Regions from separate parts of the Mus musculus genome. Here all the other regions are linked to region 2. A link is a contact called in public Hi-C, Micro-C and promoter capture Hi-C data. All regions are on one chromosome and are shown on one strand. Each heading gives the region's core, a stretch centred on a gene start, on an enhancer-like site or on the middle of the called end of the contact. The rest is flanking DNA. Distances are from core to core; before and after follow the strand shown.

Region 1 (2,700 bases), core at 97-2,596, 240 kb before region 2:
CACAAAGGTACCTTTGATAATTTATTACAATGAAATGGTCACATGTATCTGGGATTTCAAATCCTTCCCTTTAAAACTGCCATTAAACATCATGATTTTATGCAAAATTGTTCTTTAAAACCCCCGACGACGCAGACACACACAATATACCACGATCTAAATCGCGCCCCTCTTTCTCGAACACCCTTTTAAAAAGATTGAACACCTTCAAGATGCTCCTCACCACCCCACCCCCGTCTTCAGACCCTAAAAGAAAGAAAAGCGAGTGGAGTTCCGAATGAAGAAACGAGAGAGAATAAAGGAGAATAAAACGAGAGACCCTCTTGCATTCTCTATCTCTGGAGAATTTTAGTGATCGAGTAAACATACTGAGACGGTAGCCCAAAGTGGAGCCAAGGGCTTCTTACAATACAGCCAACCTGATGATGAATGACTACTTCCATTATATTTCATTATTCTTGAAAATGCCATCTCCGTTGCCTCCCCAATCCCAAGAGCCCGACACCACCAGGGCAAAAATCTGTCCCCATCCAAAGCGCCAAAGAGTTGCCAAGTAATCCTTTCAAGGTGCCCCCCCCCACGCCCCAGCCTCCTCACCTCGTCAGCGCTCAGCTCCTCCATCGCTTTCCTCTTAATGGTGAAAGGCGTTAGAGAGATCCTTCAGTTCTTGAGACCAGGGCGGGAGCAAAGGAAGAGTGGAAGGTATCTATCGGGCTGTCTGGTCCCCCAATGGGGGAGGTTTCAGAATTGCATAGTCAGAGGTTAAAAACTAAGAACACGAGGCACTGAATCGCCTTGGCTTCGGCCGCTCGCACCGCCGCAGCCTCCTCCAGCAGCAAGCGCCCAGAGCTGCCGCCTCTGGCCACGGCCACCGCTATGGGGTCCTCTCCAGGCGCCACTGACTCCCCTCAGCTTCCCAGGTTACCCAGGGCGGGCGGCGCGGTCTCCAGCTCGGCTCGTGCCCGCTGCGCGCCGTGTCTTCGTGGCGGTGACGCGGCAGCTGCGTTTTTTTCTCCCGCAGACCCTGCTCCGGGTCCCACCCCTGGGCCCAGGCGGGAACAGCTCCACTGCACACTGGATGCCCCCGAGGCGCGGCGACCCTACAGCAGCCCAGGCAGAGCCCAGCACCGGACCGGGAAGCCCCTCCCCTCTAAAAGCAGGCCAGGCTCGCCCCGCCTCCACGCGAGAACCCCGGTGGGGGGCAGGGGAGGGACGGGACTGGCGAAGCCCTCGCTGGAAGCGTAAATCCTCCTACCCCTCCAACCCTACTCTTACCCCCTCGCCCCACCAAGAATTATTCATCAAAACAACAGGGCGGCCATCTTTGAAAGGGGTCACGTGACCCTCGCCGGGGAGGCGGGGCTTCTCGCTCTGGGATTCGCCAGCCAATAAGCAGCGGGCGTCGCGCCGCCGATTTCCTCTTCGCTTGCATCCTGTCCCCGCCCCCTGCCCCACCCCCTCTTCCCTGAGCGGCGCCAGGCGGGGGGAGGGGCGAGAGGGGCTGCTAAGAGGAGACGAGGAGGAGGCGGGGCGGACAGTCACCATGGAGACTGAGCGGAGGCGAGGGGCGCGGTGGGCGGGGCCCAGGTAGAATTGCTGAGGGCAGGATGTGCCAATCCGAATATGGCCCTTCCACGGGCTCTCCCCTGCGCCTTGGGTTTCTGCGGTGCTAGTTTGTTCCCATGTGGATCCTGCTGTGGAGTGACTTGGAAATCCTCCAGGATGCTGCAAGCCGGCTACAGACATTAGAAGAACTGAGGAATCGGAAACACATTTGCTTTCTGCAGGGAGCATTTAGCACCATCCTGCAAATACCTTGTCCCACTCTTTTCCTCCCCCAGGAAAACCCATGGAAGAAAACTAACAGGATCTTAATTTTATTTTACCTTGTTCTTTTAGAGAGGTGCTCTGCTTTAAGGGTGTAGAGACTCAAATTATTGAGAAATGTATTGAACAATGACTTAGTAACTAACCCTTTGTAATGCCAGCTCGGCCGGACAACAAAAACTTACTTTACAATCAATGTATAAATACAAATTGAAAAATCTAACAGAACCGTGAAAATCCAGATTTTGCCACAAAGTATATATCGTATGGCTTACAAAAGCCATAATCATCTCGTTCTTAATTGTTCTTGAGACAGAATCTTGCTATGTATTTCAGATAGCCCCAAATTTGAAATCCTGCCTGAACGCTGGGGTATGCACCACCATCACAGATTACCCAACTATAACATTAATGTATGTATATGTGTATACATGTATGTATTTGAAACAGGGTCTCGCTGGCCTGGAACTCACAGAGATCTGCCTGCCTCTGCCTCCCAAGTGCTAGGGTTCATTACCGGCTACTCTTAGCTGAACTATAATCTTAAACATTCCACTCCTGTTTAAAAGAGTTACAGTTGATCTTATCCAAGGGGACAAGAAGTGACTAAAATAGTTACAATTTGTTTGCTACATGCTAAAAATGGGAACATGACTATTAGATATGCAAAGAGTCTGTGAGTAAAATTAAATCGCTGCAGGCTTTTCAGGACTGCATTCTACTTTCCAGGAAATGAATTCTGTGTAAGCCATTTTGCACCCCTAGTTACACTGATGTCAATTACATTGTTTTTCTGAAAACATGATAATTGCCATGTAGCCTCAGATTAAATCACACAAGTAAAGTATACAATGGCTTTAGGGTAGTGAGAGT
Region 2 (2,700 bases), core at 28-2,527:
GTGGGTTGCAGAGCCCTGTCTAAGTCATAGACAGAAACCACCAAATGCCATCCAGATGTGTGCGATGCTCACTCAGTAAATCACCCTGAAAATGATTCAGCAAACCCCAAACCTCTTTCTAACAATGGTGTTTACTGCCGGGGTGACAACTCTAAAGACGAGTTGGCTTGCAAGGCCCTTGCTCTGTGGACAGAGTGGTTCCGAAAATGACCGCCCAGTCATGAGCGGGATGCGAGCCCAGCCAGAGGCAGCCCCAAAGCTGGCTCGCAATCTAGCAATCTAGTAAAGGGAAATGCATACTGTTAAAGGGGAAGCTGACTTTGGAATGATAAGTGGAGTTTAAACCACAGGTTTTGAGACAATTCTTAGAAATTGTATCTTGTAGACTTCACATCTAAGGGCTGAGGGTAAGAGCTGAGGGTAAGCGCTCAGCGGGTAGGACATGTGCTTTGTAAGCATCAGGACAGAGTCAGTTCCTCGGAATCCACATTTTAGAGGCAGAGGGGGACTGGACAGATGACACAGCAGTTAAGAGCACTGGCTGCCTCTGTTCAATTCTCGGCAGAATATGGTGGCTCAAAGCCATCTGTAACTCTGGTTTCAGGGGACCCAAAGCCCTATTGTGGCCCCTGTTGCACACCAGACACACATATGGTGGATACCTATATGCATGAAATAAAAATAAGTAAATTATAAACAAAACAAGTGGCTGGGGATAATAGCACTCTTTTGCAATCCCAGTATGGAAGAGGTGGAGAAAGGTTGACTTGCTGGCCAGATAGTATAGCCTACTCCAGTGAGATCCTATATCGAGAGAGAGAGAGAGAGAGAGAGAGAGAGAGAGAGAGAGAGAGAGAGAGAGAGAGAAGAAGAAGAAGGAGGAGGAGGAGGAGAAGGAGGAGGAGGAGGAGACAGGAGGGGGACGGGAGGGGGAGGGGAGGGGAGGGGAGGGGGAAAGGAAAATAAGGTGCCCTGCTCCTGAGAAATGGCAGCCAAGGCTGCCTGCCTCTGGTCAGTTCCCACACACAGTTTTTGCCCTGAAATTCTGTGTCTGTGAACAGTGTCTCCCTGAGCATCAAGGTGTGAGAAGCGGCCATGGCTCTACCTGCTTGATGGTGCTGAGGTTGGCATTGCGGGACACGGGGAAGTTCAAGTAGACCCCTGTGGGCAGCAAGAAGTCAACAACCACGCTCTGGCTCTCCTCTTTGGTCCAGAACTCCATGGGGCAGTCCACCCCAGGGGGCATCCTGTTGTGTTACTTCTCTGAGGTCTGTTTTCCTGTGGGAAAGGCAAAGGCATGATGAACTAAGGCTTTGGCCAATGGGACGGCCAGATCTGGGCCACAGGAGGACATGCAAAGCTTGCTACACATGAGGCAGCATCCTGCCTAGGTGGCTTGTGACTCCCACCAATTTAAGCCACCCTATAGGCCGAGGTGCTTCTTATTACAGGTGGACATGCCATAGGCCAAAAGACCGCACTGTGGCCGACAGGTGACCCACAGTGGGAAACAAGAACAGGTAGATGCTTGAAAACCAAAGATAAAACTCTTCAGTTCTTAAAAATGTTCTGGCCAGAGACCAATTAGCTTAAAACCAGCGCTGACGAGCTGGCCACAGCACAGTGGCACCTGCTTACAATTCCAATAGTTGGGAGGTGAAGGGGGCTGATCAGGAGGAGAGCAAAGCCAGCCTCGGTTATATAGTAAGTTCAAAACCAGCTTGATGACCGTGAGATCTCTCTCTCTCTCTCTCTCTCTCTCTCTCTCTCTCACGCACGCACGCACGCACGCACGCACGCACGCACGCACGGAGAAAGAATACATGACTTTATCTAAGGAGTTACGATATCGGTCATGCCAACCCTCAGCCACCCCTTGCCCCCTCCACAGCACCACAGCAATAACAAAACATAACAGATCACAGGACACAGGGTGTGTTCACCACCCACACTCCCAGTCACCAAATCCCTCCCCGTCGCCACCAGCTTCCCCCTTCCAGGTCACTGCAACCTGGAATCTAGCCACTTAATCAACTGTAGGCATGTTTTCATACTCTTATTACTAGTGTGCGTTCATGAGCAATTCCTAGTATTTTCAGTGAGCTTTGAAAACCTGCCTGCCTAGTGACTCTTCAGAGCCGAGCTGTGGGACACCCACAGACCCAGGCTTGTGCAGGTAGGTCCTTTGCAAGGAGCCTACTGCCTCTGTGAGTCCCTGGATGCAACAGCCACATCATATCAAGAAAACATCACTTGCTTGCAACCCTCCTCACCAGCCTTGGGCTTCCGCATTCTTTCTGCCTCCCCCCCTCCCCCTCCCCCCCTCCCCCAACTGCACAGACTTGGAGGAGGGGGAGACAGGGGGGGGGGGCACACAGATTTCCCATTTAGTGCTGAAAGAAGCTTTAATGTTCATATAATCAAATTTGTCTACTTTATGCTTTATTATTTTGATTAGTTTTTTGGTTTTGTTTTTGAAATAGAGTCTCTACTATGTAGGCCAGGTTGGCCTCAAACTCTGTGAAACCTCAACCTCCCAAATGCTGGGATTAAAGGAGTGCACCACTGTGCCTGCCCTATTTTAATTCTTTAAAAAAAACCAGAATTCTAGGCTGAGGGTGTGTGGGTCAGTTGGTAGAGTACTTACCAACACACACACACACACACACACACACACACACACACACACACCCCTCTGCA
Region 3 (2,748 bases), core at 64-2,563, 190 kb after region 2:
TTCATTTATTCAGGCAAAACCCTGATATACATAAAATAGAAATAAGTAATCTAAAAAAAAAAAAAAAAAAGAAGCCAAGAGATCAGGGTGATCCTGTCATCATATCAGTTAAATGGGGACCCAATGTCCCCTTTCGTTCTTGTCTGTTACATGGAGTGAACATCTGTTCTTTCCTGGGAATAATCGTGTCTGGCCTCGATTCTGAAGTGACTCAGGGTGTAACGTGCTTGGGGTGATATCCTTGGGTAGGCTGACACTTTCTCTTGCAGGGCTGTGGAAGCTGTTTTGTCTTGGCTTCTCATGGTTTCAGTTGCTGCTGTTTGTTGGCCTTGAAAACACTTTTCTCGTTCTCAGATGAAACCATTTGACAGAGCCAGGCTGGTCTTGAACTTACAGCAACTGTGTTTCAGCCTCTCAAGTGCCGGCATTACAAGAGTGAACCACTACTCCCGTTTTCTTCTGAACCTTTCTCCTATCACACTGTCCCGTCTGAGCCTGAAAGATAGGAGGTCTACCCAGAGGCTTTCTCATGCATGACTTGAAAGGGAGCTTAGGACAGACAAGCTTTGACAGGGGATCCTGAGCACCTCTGATACATCAGGGTGCTGTGATGAGCCATGAAGCCCAGAGGCAACAAGCTGGATTTATGTGATTTTTTTTTTTTGAGGCAGGATTTCATATATCTCAGGTTGTTCCTGAACTCTGCTGTCTTTGTCAGGGTTGCTATTGTCATGATGACCAAAGTAATTTCAGGAGGGGAGGGTTTATGTGGCACACATTGTAGTCCATCATTGAAGGAAGACAGGGCAGGAATTCAAACAAGAGCAAGAACCTGGAGGCAGACGCTGATGCAGAGGCCATGGAGGGGTGCTGCTTACTGGCTTACTCAATCTGTTTTCTTACTGTATCCAGACCCACCAGCCTAGGGATGGCACCGCCCACAGTGGGCTGGCTCATCAGCCACTAAGAAAATGCTCCAAGGTTTGCTTACAGCCTGTTCTTATGGAGGCATCTTCTCAATTAAAGTGCCCTTCTCTTAGATGACTATAGCTTGGGCCATAATGGAGCCAGCACATCTACAGCTGACAATAAACCTGCCTCCACCTCCTGCCTCTGCCGCCCCAGTTCTGAGAATGTGTGCCTTGTGAATTAAACCCAGGGCCTCCTGCATGCTAGCTGAGCACTCTATCAACTGAGCCACATCCTCACAAACTGAGATTTTAAGATCTCGAGTGAGACCAGTGACGTCTAGGGTTGATTCTAGGCAGAATTCTGTAGCAAGAGGTCACGCCCATGCTTGGCTGGTATATAGGAAGGTGACTTTGACTCCCTAACGAATGCCTTTGAAAGTTTTAGGAAACAAAATGAGTGCAGCGAGCATCCAAGCTGCTCACGGTGGTTTTTCTACTTTTTTTTTTGAAACTCTGATGGACCAAAACACAGTGACGAAAGCCTACTGAAGCTCGAGGCGTATCTCTAAGGAAGGAAACACTGTTTTGCACAGCTAAAAAGGGCCAGAACTAGAATTTGTGCCCATGTCCTATGTCCCAGGTAAAGGCTTCTTTATACCACTAAAATTCTAGGGCATGGTGATATGGGATCCAATAGATAGGACAGTGTCATTCCAAAGAATTCTCTTGTGGCATGCCAAGAAATTCTGTCCTTGGCTTTAATCTCCTTAGCATTCTATCAACAACTTGGATGAGGCCAAAGATAGCTTCTTATCGACTGTGCAAATAGCCCCAGACGGGGAAGGATGGCCAATCTGTTGGAATTGCAACATTGGGATCCAAAATTATCTCAAGAGAAAGGAATGCTCGGTTAATCCCAGTGAGATAAAACTGAACGGGAATACGCGTAAGGCCCCCGAGTTTAGCTCCAAAACCTGACTGAAGAAGTGTAGGGAGAGTCTGGAGAGGAGTCCAATCTCCCTCGTAATCAAAGAAATGCAAATTAAAGCAACAGTGAGATAATCGTTTCCCCTTATCAGATTGGCAAAGATTAAAAGGAGGAAAATTCCTGGAGTTGCTGGGGCGGAGAAGACAGCAGGCGATCTTGTAAATTGCTTGTGGGCTTGCACCCCAGAACGCCCTCTCTGGAAGATAATTAGGAAACTCTTTTTCCCAGAAGTTTCATTTATAGAAATATATCTACAGACAAGTTGGGAAAGATTCATGTACAAGGATATTCCTCAAAAGCACCATTAAGAGAAGAAAACTATTTTGGAAGAGGAAGAAGTATTCAGTTTGGGGACAGAAGACCAGGAGGCCACAGAAGGGTACCACACAGCTACGGCCAGATGCTCCATGCCTTAAAGAGACAGACTCAGCCTTCCTGCAGAGCACCCAAGTTGTAAGCCAGGCAAGCCCGCTGGGATTTAGGAGACATCTCTCTCCACCACTTAATTCTACTTCTGTATCTCTTTTGAAGAAAAAAAGTCAATAGAGTCTGCCAGCAAATGTGGGGTGGGATGAAGGCGCCATTGGAGTTGGTAGTCTGGAAAGCTGGAAGAATGGATAGGCCATTCTCTGAGACAAAGTAGCATCCTAGGCTGGAGAGACACAGATAAGTCATCATATAAAAATGGTGACTTTACACCCGACAAAGTGGATGACGCCGTCATGCGAATGAACGGAGAAGCAAGTGGCCAGTGCCTGTCTGATATGTGCTACACCAGCTCCAGTCAGAGGTCAGAGGTCAGAGGTCAGAGGTCAGGGATAGAGCCAACAAGTGAGGGAGGAGGAGGAA
Region 4 (2,727 bases), core at 59-2,558, 140 kb after region 2:
TGGGCTCTATCCCCAGAGCCCATGGTTAAAAGCTAGGTGCTCTGGTGTGCTGGGGGTGCAGATAGGGTTCCTGGGACTGCTGGCCAGCCAAGCCTAGCATGATTGGCAGGCTCTAGGCCAAAGAAAAACCCTGATTTTTGTTTGTTTGTTTTGTTTTGTTAAAAAAAAAAACCAACCCAAGCAGGGACTAGGAATGGTTCAGTGGGTAGAATGGTCACTGGGCAAGCATGGGACCTAAGTTTAGATACCCAACATTATGCGAAAGCCGGGCATGATGGTCCCTGTCTATAATCCTTGCATTGGGTTGGGAGGAGGGTGTTGGGGATTAGGGGGGCAGAGATAGGCCAATCGCAGAACTTTCTGGCCATGGTGTCTAGATGAATGGTAAGCTCTAGGTTCAAAGGAGAAGACAGTGAGAGGAAGACACCTACCACCTAACACACACACACACAAACAGAGGAGAGAGAGAGGGAGAGGGAGAGGGAGAGGGAGAGGGAGAGGGAGAGGGAGAGGGAGAGGGAGAGGGAGAGGGAGAGGGAGAGGGAGAGGGAGAGGGAGAGGGAGAGGGAGAGGGAGAGGGAAAGAGGGAGAGGGAGAGGGAAAGAGGGAGAGGGAAAGAGGGAGAGAGAGAGAGAGAGAATTTTGCAAGCAAGCACTGCAGGGCTCTGGCTCAGCCAGATGAAGACACTATTGCGGCTACAGAGTTAGGAACAGGATCCAAGCAGCCAGCCTGGCAGCATCAGAGCCCATCTGAGGCAAGTGCCACACAGCTCCTGAGGTAGAGCAGCCTCCACAGTGAGGCATGGCACCTTCCCTGGTATCATCTTCTCACTGTCACCAGTGGGTGTGGAAAGAACTAGATTTAGTGACCCTCAACTCATCTGTTAACTGGTCCCTGCCATGAGCGTGTCCCTCAGTGGTTGGAATTTTGGTCCTCTGTGGTAATGTTGGGAGGTCATAGACTGTCTTACGCTCTAGGCGGCTGTCTCTTCTTCTCTCACATGCTCCTTTCAACAAGGGACCATCTGCATGTGAGTGAGAGATCCCATCTCAAAAAGCCAACAGCAACAATGGTAAATGACAAAGGAAAAGAGAGATGCAGGTCTGGAGTTCAGGGGTCAGAGGCAAGTAACTGTAGCTTTGTGACAGTTCCCAGGCCAGCTGGGAGTTTGTCTGCCTGTCTCACCAGAATAAACAAACAGGCTCCCGGGAAGTCACATGGGGCTGCCTCTCTCTGCTCCCAGCCTTCCTCCCAGCTAGCCTGGGAGCCATCAGTCCCTTGGGGGTGGGGGAGGCACTGGACTCTTGTTGGTGGGTGGTTCCTGTTGCAGTCACGCACTCTAGGCAACAGGTCTAGTTGTTAGTGAGTCTGAGCAGGGGTAGGACTTGTTTGTCTCATGCTCTGATTTTTCTCTCCACGCCCCTTTCCCCTCAGTGAGAATCTGCACTTGAACAAATCCCAGCTCAAACAATGAATGGGTCAGCATCTGTTTACCACTGCCTGACTTTTATCCCACTATCCCTTGGGACAAATATATCGACCATGAGTATCAAACGTGGGCTCATGGTGTGGGGGATGACCCTTAAAACATCTGCCCCTAACTGTGTCCTTCTTTAGACAGGGGCAGAATGGAGCTTTGTTCTTAATTTACAAGTCAGAAGGAAGTCCTCAGAGAAAGCGCCTTTCAGCACCGTCTCAAGATGGTGCCAGGATTTTCCCATTTACGGGTGGGGGGTGGGGGTGGGGGCTCTTCTACAAAAGAAATCACGAACTATTTTTCATAAAGACCACCCAGGCAGACTTTATAATACAGTTGAAACTTTTAAAAATATTTATTATTTTTAAATTTTTGAGTGCATGGGTGGGTGTGGGGGTGTGGGGTGCATGCACGCACAAAAGCACAATGCAGGTAACTTAGAGGCCAGAAGAGGGCAGATTTCTCAGAGCTGGCATTACGGGTGGTCATGAGTCATTCCTATAGGTGCTGGGAACCAAACAGTAAACCTACCATGTGTTCTAACTGCTGAGTCTCTCTCCAGTCTAGGAATTAATTTTTTTGTGTGGGGTCCAAAAAATGTCAGACTTTTGACCTCTCAGCTCTGAGGAGAGCTGGCTGGGCCAGGTGCAGCTGTCTTTCCTTAGCCTCAGAGGGAAGTGTGTGTGTGTGTGTTTGTGTGTGTAGAAGGCAGAAATTAAGAGTACATGTTTTTTTTTTTTTTCACTCAGTCTTCATATTTTTGAGACAGATTCTCTCATGGAAGTTTAGTAACTTTGTTAGGCTGACTTGCCAGTGAGTTCCAGAAGTCCACGGGTACCAGACCTCTGGCAGTCCTGGGACTCTAGATGTGCATCACATGACCGATGTGTTCACAAGGACATTGGTCATCAGAACGCAAGTCCTCGTGCTGGGCCGCAGGCGCTGCATTGACGGAGCCGGTTCCATGGTCTCTCAGGGGGTTTTTAAACTGAATAGTGATGACTGGTCTCGGGCAGTGGTCAGCCGTTGATGTGTTTACAATGGAAAGGAAGGGAAAGCGGGGAAGCTCTGACTGGCATCAGCGCCGGAGCCAGGGAGAGGTCATCGAAGCTGCAAGCAGCATCCTGGGTAGCCGCACAGGATAGCCGCTAAAGGGCGCTGGGATTGGCTGCTGTACTTCCCTGCCTCTCGGATCTGACCTTGACTCCTCTGTGACTCATTCATATCTCTTTCCACAACACTGCAGGGT

The links. A called contact is a pair of places that touch in the nucleus more often than the background predicts. Capture Hi-C pulls out chosen DNA fragments and counts their contacts.
Region 1: a promoter capture Hi-C map of liver shows a contact between it and region 2. The contact joins the promoter of Ube4b here to the promoter of Pik3cd in region 2. A contact is called at or near these places in 2 of 39 promoter capture datasets (hippocampal neurons and pre-B cells) and 2 of 9 other capture datasets (liver and pancreatic islet).
Region 3: a Hi-C map of regulatory T cells shows a contact between it and region 2, with 1.6 times the contacts expected there. The contact joins the enhancer-like site here to the promoter of Pik3cd in region 2. A contact is called at or near these places in 3 of 484 Hi-C or Micro-C datasets (CD8 T cells, embryonic stem cells and regulatory T cells) and 2 of 115 datasets of contacts at active chromatin or transcription factors (large pre-B cells and memory CD8 T cells).
Region 4: a contact with region 2 is called in a Micro-C map of the G1E-ER4 cell line, with 8 times the contacts expected there. The contact joins the enhancer-like site here to the promoter of Pik3cd in region 2. A contact is called at or near these places in 3 of 484 Hi-C or Micro-C datasets (the G1E-ER4 cell line and embryonic stem cells), 1 of 115 datasets of contacts at active chromatin or transcription factors (embryonic stem cells) and 1 of 9 other capture datasets (adipose tissue).

Annotation. Positions count from the first base shown.
Region 1 is chr4:149,425,285-149,427,984 of GRCm38.p6, forward strand. Ube4b (ubiquitination factor E4B) reads right to left here and starts at 1,347. Exons shown (of 27, transcript NM_022022.3): 1 at 598-1,347. The coding sequence starts at 621.
Region 2 is chr4:149,662,039-149,664,738 of GRCm38.p6, forward strand. It overlaps Pik3cd (phosphatidylinositol-4,5-bisphosphate 3-kinase catalytic subunit delta), which reads right to left and starts at 1,278. Exons shown (of 22, transcript NM_001164052.1): 1 at 1,106-1,278. The coding sequence starts at 1,246.
Region 3 is chr4:149,849,023-149,851,770 of GRCm38.p6, forward strand. No RefSeq gene overlaps it. Among named protein-coding and RNA genes, the nearest start is that of Gm13070, 52 kb to the right of the region's middle. Within about 2 kb of position 1,314, at least 15 of the 459 cell types and tissues checked have an H3K27ac peak or open chromatin away from gene starts, as enhancers often do. A contact at or near this core is called in regulatory T cells, where this site is marked.
Region 4 is chr4:149,797,588-149,800,314 of GRCm38.p6, forward strand. It overlaps Gm42354 (a long non-coding RNA gene), which reads left to right. Exons shown (of 3, transcript XR_881588.1): 2 at 2,725-2,727. Among named protein-coding and RNA genes, the nearest start is that of Gm42354, 8.3 kb to the left of the region's middle. Within about 2 kb of position 1,309, at least 53 of the 459 cell types and tissues checked have an H3K27ac peak or open chromatin away from gene starts, as enhancers often do. A contact at or near this core is called in the G1E-ER4 cell line, adipose tissue and embryonic stem cells, where this site is marked.